Linked DNA regions of Sminthopsis crassicaudata: region 2 is linked to region 1. The links are chromatin contacts, called in public Hi-C maps. All regions are on one chromosome and are shown on one strand. The core of a region is the stretch at or near the end of the contact, and the rest is flanking DNA. Distances in the headings are between cores, read along the strand shown. Region 1 holds the start of LOC141554117. Region 2 holds the start of LOC141554123.

The links. A called contact is a pair of places that touch in the nucleus more often than the background predicts.
Region 2: a contact with region 1 is called in a Hi-C map of fibroblasts, with 2.6 times the contacts expected there. The contact joins the promoter of LOC141554123 here to the promoter of LOC141554117 in region 1. A contact is called at or near these places in 2 of 2 Hi-C or Micro-C datasets (fibroblasts and hippocampus).

Annotation. Positions count from the first base shown.
Region 1 is chr2:35,407,422-35,411,727 of ASM4859323v1, reverse strand. LOC141554117 reads right to left here and starts at 1,684. Exons shown (of 5, transcript XM_074285694.1): 1 at 1,612-1,684; 2 at 845-916. The coding sequence starts at 880.
Region 2 is chr2:35,591,737-35,596,299 of ASM4859323v1, reverse strand. LOC141554123 reads left to right here and starts at 2,785. Exons shown (of 5, transcript XM_074285706.1): 1 at 2,785-2,888; 2 at 3,450-3,528. The coding sequence starts at 3,496.

The DNA of each region.
Region 1 (4,306 bases), core at 435-2,934:
TACTACAACTTGATAGTGTGGAGAACTGCTTCAAACATTTTGGAGACCAATTTGGAACTATAGCCCAAAGAGACTAAAACCGTGCAAATCCTTTGACCTAGCAGTATTACTACTATGGCTAAATGCCAAAAAGATGAAGAAAATAATTTAAATGTATAAAAATGTACAAAAAAATCTTTACATCAGGTTTTTTTTATTTTTTGTTTTGTAATGGCAAAAGATTAGAAATAAGAGATGTTTATCACCTAGGGAATGGCTGAATAAGACATGGCATGTGATTCTGATGGAATACTACAGTGCACTAAGAAATGATAAAGTTCAGGAAAACCTGGGAAGACTTTTAGGAACAACAACAACAACAAGAAAAAAAGTGAACTGAGCCGAACTAGGAGAATTCTGTGCATAGCAACCATAATGTTGTAAGCTGATAAGTGTGAACAACAAAGCTACCCTGATGAATACAATTATGCATGAAATTTCCACAGACTGAAAAGTGAAAAGAGAACTGAAGAATTCTGAAAGAGATTAAAGCCTATTTTCGCTTTCTTTTATTTTCATTACCTTTTATTCAAGATGGCTAATGTTTTTGATTACTTAAGTGCAATAGGTGTCCTATTGCTTGACTTCGTATGTAGGTGAGGAGCTAGAAAAGATTCTGAAACTCAAAACTGTAAAAAAAGAAATCTATGTGGTTTTGTGGAGGGGGAAGATAAGTAGAAAAACTATACTATGTTTTAGCTCTAAAGACGTCACTGAAGGCGGTCATTTCTAGGGTCACAACACGGGAGAGAAACGCCCGCTCCCCCCAGATCTGGTTTTTAGGGGAGAAGCCCCGGGCACTCACCTGGCAGGGCGGGGCGCTCAGGAGGACTGGAGCCATTCCCTCAGGGGAAGAAAAGAGGCCTCCGAGGCAGAGCTGGGGAGAAAAGGAGACCGTGAGAAGCCGGCCAGGTGCCCGTGCGCCCTAAGCAGAGGCTGGGAATGCCCGCTCTCCCGGAGCTGGACAGCAGCCCGGGGCAGGGGGACGCTGTCTCCAGACCGACATCTCTTTAGGGACCAGGTAGGAGATCGGACCGAGATGATACCCTGAGGCGGAGAAACTGGCCCCAGGGACAGCGGAGGCTTTCGGGAGGAGGGGCACCAGGGCTGGTTCGGCCCCACGGGAGCCTTCCCTAAGACTCTTGGCCCTTGGGGGAAGGGCTGAACCTGGAGTCAGTCACGCCCCACACACCTTGGGGCTCTCCATCCTAACCCTGGCTCGCAGTGGGACCCCCGACTGCCTCAGTTTTCTCATCTGCTACAAGCAGAAGGAAATGGCAAATCACGCTGCTTTCTTTGACAAGAGATTCCCGGGTGGGGTCACGCACACGCAGTAGAGGGCGCTTGAACCCCCTCCTCCCACGGTGCTCTCCCACGCACTCCGGCTCTCCGGTCCGTCCTGGAGTCGGCGACGCCCCCAGACCTGGAAGTCCCCGGAGGGCTTCTTTCGCCCCGGGATGGACGTCCCTCCCATAACGTGTGCTCCCCAACCAGAGCCCAGCGCTCCACCCGTGCCCCACCCCCGCGGCCGGGCTCCGGCCAGGCAAGGCCCGGCTCGCAGCGGCCGCTCACCCGAGGCTAGGTCAGCTCCAGGCAAAGAAGGGAAAAAGCACAAATCCAAGCCAGAGAGTTGAGAGGGCGGGACGGAAATGACGTAAGAGGCACGCCCATTCTCCCTCCCTTGAACTGGAAAATGCTCCTCTGGTGAGCAAGGTCTTCTGGGAATCTTAGTCCAGAGCTGCTGCCTTTCCTGCGCGTTCCTGGAACTCGGCTCCGGGACAGTCTCCAGCAATCCGCGGCACTGAACGGGTCCGTCTCCTAGTAAGGGTGGGGAGTGCCCGTTTGCAGTTCTCCGAGCCCGGCCCGGCCTGGCCGCGCGCCGACTGTGGGAAGAGGCAGAATGGGAGAAAAGTGAAGGCATGAGCCTTTCATCGCCTTTCGTCCCGAGGCAGCGGGAGCCCCGCCGTGGTCCCCGGAGCCGGGCAGTGGCGTGGGGGCTCCGGGAGGAGGCGCTCACCGCGGGGGTCCGGAGAGGAGTTTGCTGCAGCCCCACGAGCCCCAGAGCTCTGAGAGGCGCAGCGGGCGCGGGGCCTGAGAAGGGACTGCAGGGAGGGGCGAGCTCCCGCCCAGGAGAAGCCCCAAGACTGGACCAATTTGGAGGAAAGAGAAGTGAAAACTTCCTGCGTGAGATGGTGATGGAAGAGTTGGAAACCCATTCGTGGTTCTGGACGTGCCTGTGGATGAGGGGATCAGCCGAGTCCATGGCGAGAGATCCTTCAGAGGAGTCAGCCCAGGACAGACAGGAGCCTCCCCAAGGGGAAGTACAAGGACACCCAGTGCCATTGAGGAAGAAAACCCCAGGCCTCCTGATGGATGCACAGACTACCCCGGGGCTTTCTTCATGGGCAAGGCCCGCCGGCTTCCATCTCCTGGGCTTGCAGACATAGCTCCTGGCCAAGTCTAGGTCGTGTTCAAAATTTACCCTATCTCCTTCCTCAGATCATTGAGAGCTGCTGATTTTTTTTTTTTTTCTGCAGCCAAAACTCATTATAAAAGTATAGAAAGTAAATAAACATAGTCATTTCACCAAGCAGGATTCTCCAAGATAAAAAGGAAGTGAAGTTTTAATTCACTCAGTTTACCTACAAGTAGAACATTTCTGTCCAGTCCTGACAGATTGCTTTAAGTAGGTTATACATAATTTACAAGAGGCTTCAGCCACTCTGGATTATATTACTTTACTATCAATTCTCCAACCAGTTCCAAAGTTCCTATTCCCTCTACCCATTATAGCTTCCTACTCTCACTATCCTTTGGCCCCTCCTTCGATGGGGGAAAATTAAGTTTTACTTCTTAGTAGTCTCCTTATTAATAAGGGACTACACATCACTTTCAATAATTTTAAATGGATTCATGAACTGATAACTATTTAAATGCTGCAGCAAGAATCTGTACAGGTGACATATTTAATAAATGATCACTTGGGAGGGCCATTTGAATCTCTTACTTTCCCTCCCCTTGTCCACTCCAGGGATGCTTATTGGTGATGCTCAAGGCCATTCTGCCTTCCCATTTTATTTCACCTTTCTCACTTCCCTCTTGTGTGTGTGAAAAGCCTAGTTTGTTGTCGCAGAGGATGGGAAAGAAGCGTATATGCCCAAAGCTTCTCCTTCACCTGTCCACTACTGCCGTTCTATTTTTCCTACTATAATTTGTAATTCTTTTGTTTATTCTGCATGTAATGAAGCATTTTATCTCAGGTGCTGGCATGCTCTAAAGTCCTAGCTGTAGAATTTTTCAATTTAAAATTTTACTTTTATTTTTAGCAGTTTTCCCTTCTATCTCAGTGAACAAAAGTCAAGAAAAGTAAAATCTTTCTATCATGTATACATAGTCCAAAAAAAGTCTATTTCCATATTGGTCACATCCAAAAATCAAGTTTCACTCTGTATTTTAAACCCATTGTCTCTGCAAGAGATGAATATCCTTATTGTCAGTCCTCTTGAATCATGGTTTGCCAAAAACAATAATCTACAAAGTAATTGGCTATCTCTGAGTGTGGGTAACTTTTACATTCAGTTCAGCCTCAAACAGGCAAACAGGTGGTTTTTCTCCTTTCCAACACATTCTCTGTACAATTAACAAAGTGATATTCCTAAATCCTATGTCAGCCAATATCATTAAGTTCCAGGGATCCAGTGTTTTTCTTACTGATTAGAAAATAATAATGCTTTCATTAAAGCCCACTAAGCCTATATTTACAAGCCGATAACATATGTTTGCCCAGCAAGTGGGAAGATATTACAAAACATTGAAAAGGGCTAGAAGAGGGCAGCAGCTCCAGAAACTTGAGCCTTTTGGGACATTTGTGGTTGAGAGGATGGGGCTGCTGGAATAATGGGATTGTAAATCGTGATTTGTAATGGGATTGTAAATCTTTGAGAGAGAAGACCAGGTGACTTCCAAGATTGGTCAAGTAGTTGAGGAGTTGTGTATATTAATCACTCATCAAACCTTCTGTGACCCTAGAAACCAAGCTTGTACCTCCAGAATTGACCCCCACTTGGCATTGCAGCCATCTGGCAACAGATTGAGGATTTTATTCTCTGATGCAGAAAGACTCAACTTTAGAAGTTCAATAAACTGGTCCATGTTGTTAGTGATACCAAACCTCTTTTTTAAACCATTTAAATAAAAAAGTTATTTATTTTGAACATTCTTTTTAACATTTTGACATCCAAAATTCTCTTTCCAGTCCCTCCCCAAT
Region 2 (4,563 bases), core at 1,536-4,035, 180 kb before region 1:
TTCAAGACCACCATCACTTCTCATGATAAGATGCAGGGATTAGAATGCCTCATCTAAAAATAGGTAAAAAGCTCTTTAATCTGGTCAAAGGTATGAGACACCAGATAAAGAAGTTGCCTAACAAATTTCAGGCAGTATACTACCAGGTTATGAGTCTTTTTTACTCTTTCTGGAAGTGATCATTTTCCTGGAATCTATAAAGGAAACCATGTTAGAATTTCAAAAGATGCAGAGTCCATGACCTATTGGTATTTCCTAATGATTGGGAAGTGGGAAATTGTACATGTGGGGAAATGTGTTGATAAGAAATGGGTCTTCTGCTTAGATCATGGAGAAATCTTGAATGCTGTGGATAAGTTTACTTATTAGGACAATAACTGATGTGAAAAGAGGATGAGTTTGATGCAAACATTGCCAGAGCCAGCTGTGTTTAAGAGACTCCAAAGGAAGTAGTGAAAGAGAAGAGGTATTGGAATGCCTGCCAAACTGAAGTTCTACCTAACCATTGCGCTGACCCGTCATTGTTATATTGTTGTCATTGTTTTACATGCCTGTGAAACCTAGACAGTAATACTAGCTTCATGTTAGGAAACGGGAATTGCTTCTATTTGAATTGTCTTACAAAAAGTCTGAAAATCACCCAGCAAAATAATGAGGTTCTTTCTTGAATTAAATTTCCAATATTCAAACCCTGTTCCATAGGGAGTAATTCTGATGGAACTCACATGAAGCAAGAGCTCACATGAAGGTCAGAAGAAGTGCTCTCTCAAGGTCTCTCTAAAGAACTCTGAAACCAATTTGAGACATGAGAGACACTAGCAGAGGAACATCTAGCATAGTGTGCCCACATCAAAGAAGGTGCTTTGTGGGCAAAGCAGAATTGCAATAGGATAAAATAAATGTGAAATATTCAAATTTAGGGACATCTCCATTCCAAATGTTTATGTGGACTATTTGAGCCCAAAATGTAGTAAAGCCTTCAAATTCAACCAAAATTGGACACATTGTACAATGATCCCAACATAGTCATGTAAGTTTGGTTCTCTCTAGAGAACAATTATCAATCAACCAACTTTTTTTCCAATTTGGCTATTAAAAAACAAAGCAAAAAAAAAAATCCAAATTAAAGCAAACTCTGCTGTTATCCTTAATTTTTCCTGCTGTTAGTTTGCATCTTCTTGACCTCTTCTGCCTGCCCTGTGCTCATTTGTGTCTTGGTCTTTTGACCTGCCCTCACCTCCATCTCCAATGTGTATCTTTTGAAGCCCACAGAGGTGAGCAAGCACTCTGGGAATCCACCAGATAAATCCAGGTTTTCTTCCCAAAAACATTGCTTCTCTTCATGTTCTCATCATTTCATTTGGGCAGATCTAGACCCCAGGAAGCACTTAGAGCATGGTGACTGTTGTAGAAAGATTCCTGGCATTAATAAATATTAACAAGTGAGTTGGCAGGAAGGACTGCAAGGATGGATTAGGTTTTTTATTATTTTTTCTGCTAATATGCATGTATTAATACTTTAACACAAATTTCTTTATGAATCATGTTGGGAGACAAAAATCAGAACAAAAGGGAAAAACCATAAGAGGAAAAAATTTAGAAAAAAAGTGAACATAGCACATGTTGATTTGCAGTCTCCATAGTTCTCTTTCAGATACAGATGGCATCTTCTGTCCAAAGTTTATTGGGATTTACTTGGATTACTGAACCACTGAGTAGAATCAAGTCTTTCATAGTTGATCATCATATAGTCTTACTGAATACAATGTATTCCTGGATGATTTTAGAGAGGCCTGGAGAGGCTTACATGAATTGATGATAAGTGAAATGAGCAGAACAGGAGCTCATTGTACATGGCAACAACAAGACTATACAACAATCAAGTCTGATCTCAACAATGAGATGATGCAGGCCAGTTCCAATGATCTTGTGATGATGAAAGCCATCTGCCCCCAGAGAGAGGATTGTAAGAATGTTGTGTGGATCACAACATAGCATTTTCACTTCTTTTGTTATTTGCTTGAATTTTATTTTCTCATTTTTTTTTGATCTGATTTTTCTTGCACAGGAAGAATATTGTATAAATAGGTATGCCTATATTGGATTTACAAATATTTTCACCATGTTGAACATATATTGGATTACTTGCCATCGCAGGCAGAGAGTGAGAGAAAGGAGGGGAAAAATTGCAACACAAGGTTTTGCAAGGGTCAGTGTTGACAAATTATCCTTGCATATGTTTTGGAAATAAAAAGCTTCAATAAAAAAAGTGTTCCTGGATTTGCTTGTTTCACTCAGCATCAGTTCATGTAAATCTAGGTCTTTCTAAAATCAGCTTGTTCATCTTTTTTACCTTCATATCTTACTTAGGCATTCCCCAATTGACCAGAATCCATTCATTTTCCAAACCTTTCCTGTGGTTTTCAAACCAAAAGAAGAGCTGCTTAAAAACATTTTTGCACACTCTCTTCCCACCTTTATGATTTCCTTGGGATATAAACCCACTAGTGGCACTGTTGGTTCAAACGGTCTGCAGTTTCATAGCTATTTGGGCACAGTGACAAATTAAGACTTTGATCTGATTCCTAACTCCCCACAGGTATTGAGGTTATGAAGATCATGCACGAGATCAGTAGAGGAAGTGGACCTCCAATACAGAAAAAGCCGAGAAGAGTGATGCATTCAGCCAAGCAAGGATCACATTCTTCAAAGAGGCGCCGGAGCTTGAAGCATGCGCAAAAGATGTGACAGCATGCAAACTACGTTTCCCAGAAGGCCATGGGAACAGTTCAGTGAGGATGGTCGCCCATACGTCACTTCCTCCCCGCCCACTTCTAGGCTTTCTTGTAGCCGCTTCCCCTTCTCTATCCTTATCGACCTGTGACGGGGTGAGCAGCAGATGAAAAAGGGGCCAAACCTAGCTGGAGGCCGATTTCTCGGGTGCGGCGGGTGGGGAGTACCAGGGTCTGGTTGAGGAACACACAGAATGGGAGGAGTGTCCGCCAGAGGGCGATGGAAGCCTTCCAGGCAGTTACGGTGGCCTGCTCATGGCGCACGCGCAGAGGAAAATACGGGGGGGCGGAGCCAGATTCAAATGTAGTCTCATTCACGCCCTGCCCCATGACCCCTAGGCAACTTCTGACCCGCCTGGCCTCAGTCCTACCTCTCTTGCCAAAAGTCTTAGAAAGTGAACGTCAAGTTTATGGTCTTTAGTCCAGACTTCCCTGCGGCCTCGTTTCCCCACAGCATCCCTCTGGGTCCGCTGCGGGCCAGCATCCCTGCCTCCTTCCACATTAATTGTTATTCGCTCGTCCCTTGTCCTGCCTGAGCTCTGAGGGAGATGTCCCGAAGGCTGTGTCCCCTGCAGAACAGAGGTGACCGCCTCCCTCCGCCCCGGGGTCCCCCTCAGTGACAAGAGGGGCTTCTCATGGGCCTCCTTTCCTCCCCAGGACCTCGGCCTCTCGTGGCCTCCGCTGTGCCCCCGAGGAGGAGGCGATGGCCCCCGGAGTGACCGCCAGACCATGCGAGGTGAGTGACCGCCACTGCTGCTGTCCTGAAACACTCAGTCTGAACATGCTCTAATGCTAGAAACTGTGGCCATCAGAGAGTCATAAATTTAAAGCTAAACGATACTATAGAGATCATCTATTTATTCTCCCAAAATCTTGAATTACCAAATTCAAAATTACGCCACATTAAACGTTCCAAAATCTTTCTCTCCCTCCAGCCCCTCCCCCACCCATTGAGAAGGTAAGCAATGGGATACTCATTATGCATGAAAAGAAAGTGAAAACTATGTTTTCATCTGCCCTGAGTTCATCAGTTCTCTTCATTTTTCTTCCATGAGTCCTGTGGAGTTTCTGTGGATCATTATATTGATCAGAGTAGATAATTTTTTTCTTTGGATACTTCAGGGTTTTTTTTTTTTAATTTAATTTAATACTTTATTTTTTCCATTTACATGTAAACTTTTTTTTTTTTTTAATTTGGAGTTCCAAATTCTCTCCTCTCTCCTTCATTGAGCAGAAAAGCAATTTGACACATTTTTACATGTGCTGTTATACAGAACATTTTTTTATGTTAGTCATGTTGTGGAAAAAAAAACACAAAAAAATAAAGCACAAAAAGTATGCTTCAATCTGCTTTCAAACTCCATTAATTTTGGGATGGCATTTTTTTCATCATGAGTCCTTTGAAATCGTCTTGCATTGTATTGCTGAGCATGGCTAAGTCACTGCTGATCGTTGTTACAATGTTGCTGTTACTATACACAATGTTCTCCTGATTCTGCTCATTTCACTTTGCCTCGGATCTTAAATGTTTTCCCAGGTCTTTCTGAACATACTGCCTCCTCATTTATTTCTGTGCAATAGTATTCCATCATAATCATATACTAAGTCTTATTCAGCCATTCCCTACCAATGGGCATCCATTCAATTTCTAATTCTTTACCACTGGGGGAAAAAAAAGCTGACATGAGTATATTTGTACATTTAGGTCCTTTTCCTTTTTATCTCTTGAGGATACAGACTTAAAAAGATTATTAAAAAGTATGGACAATTT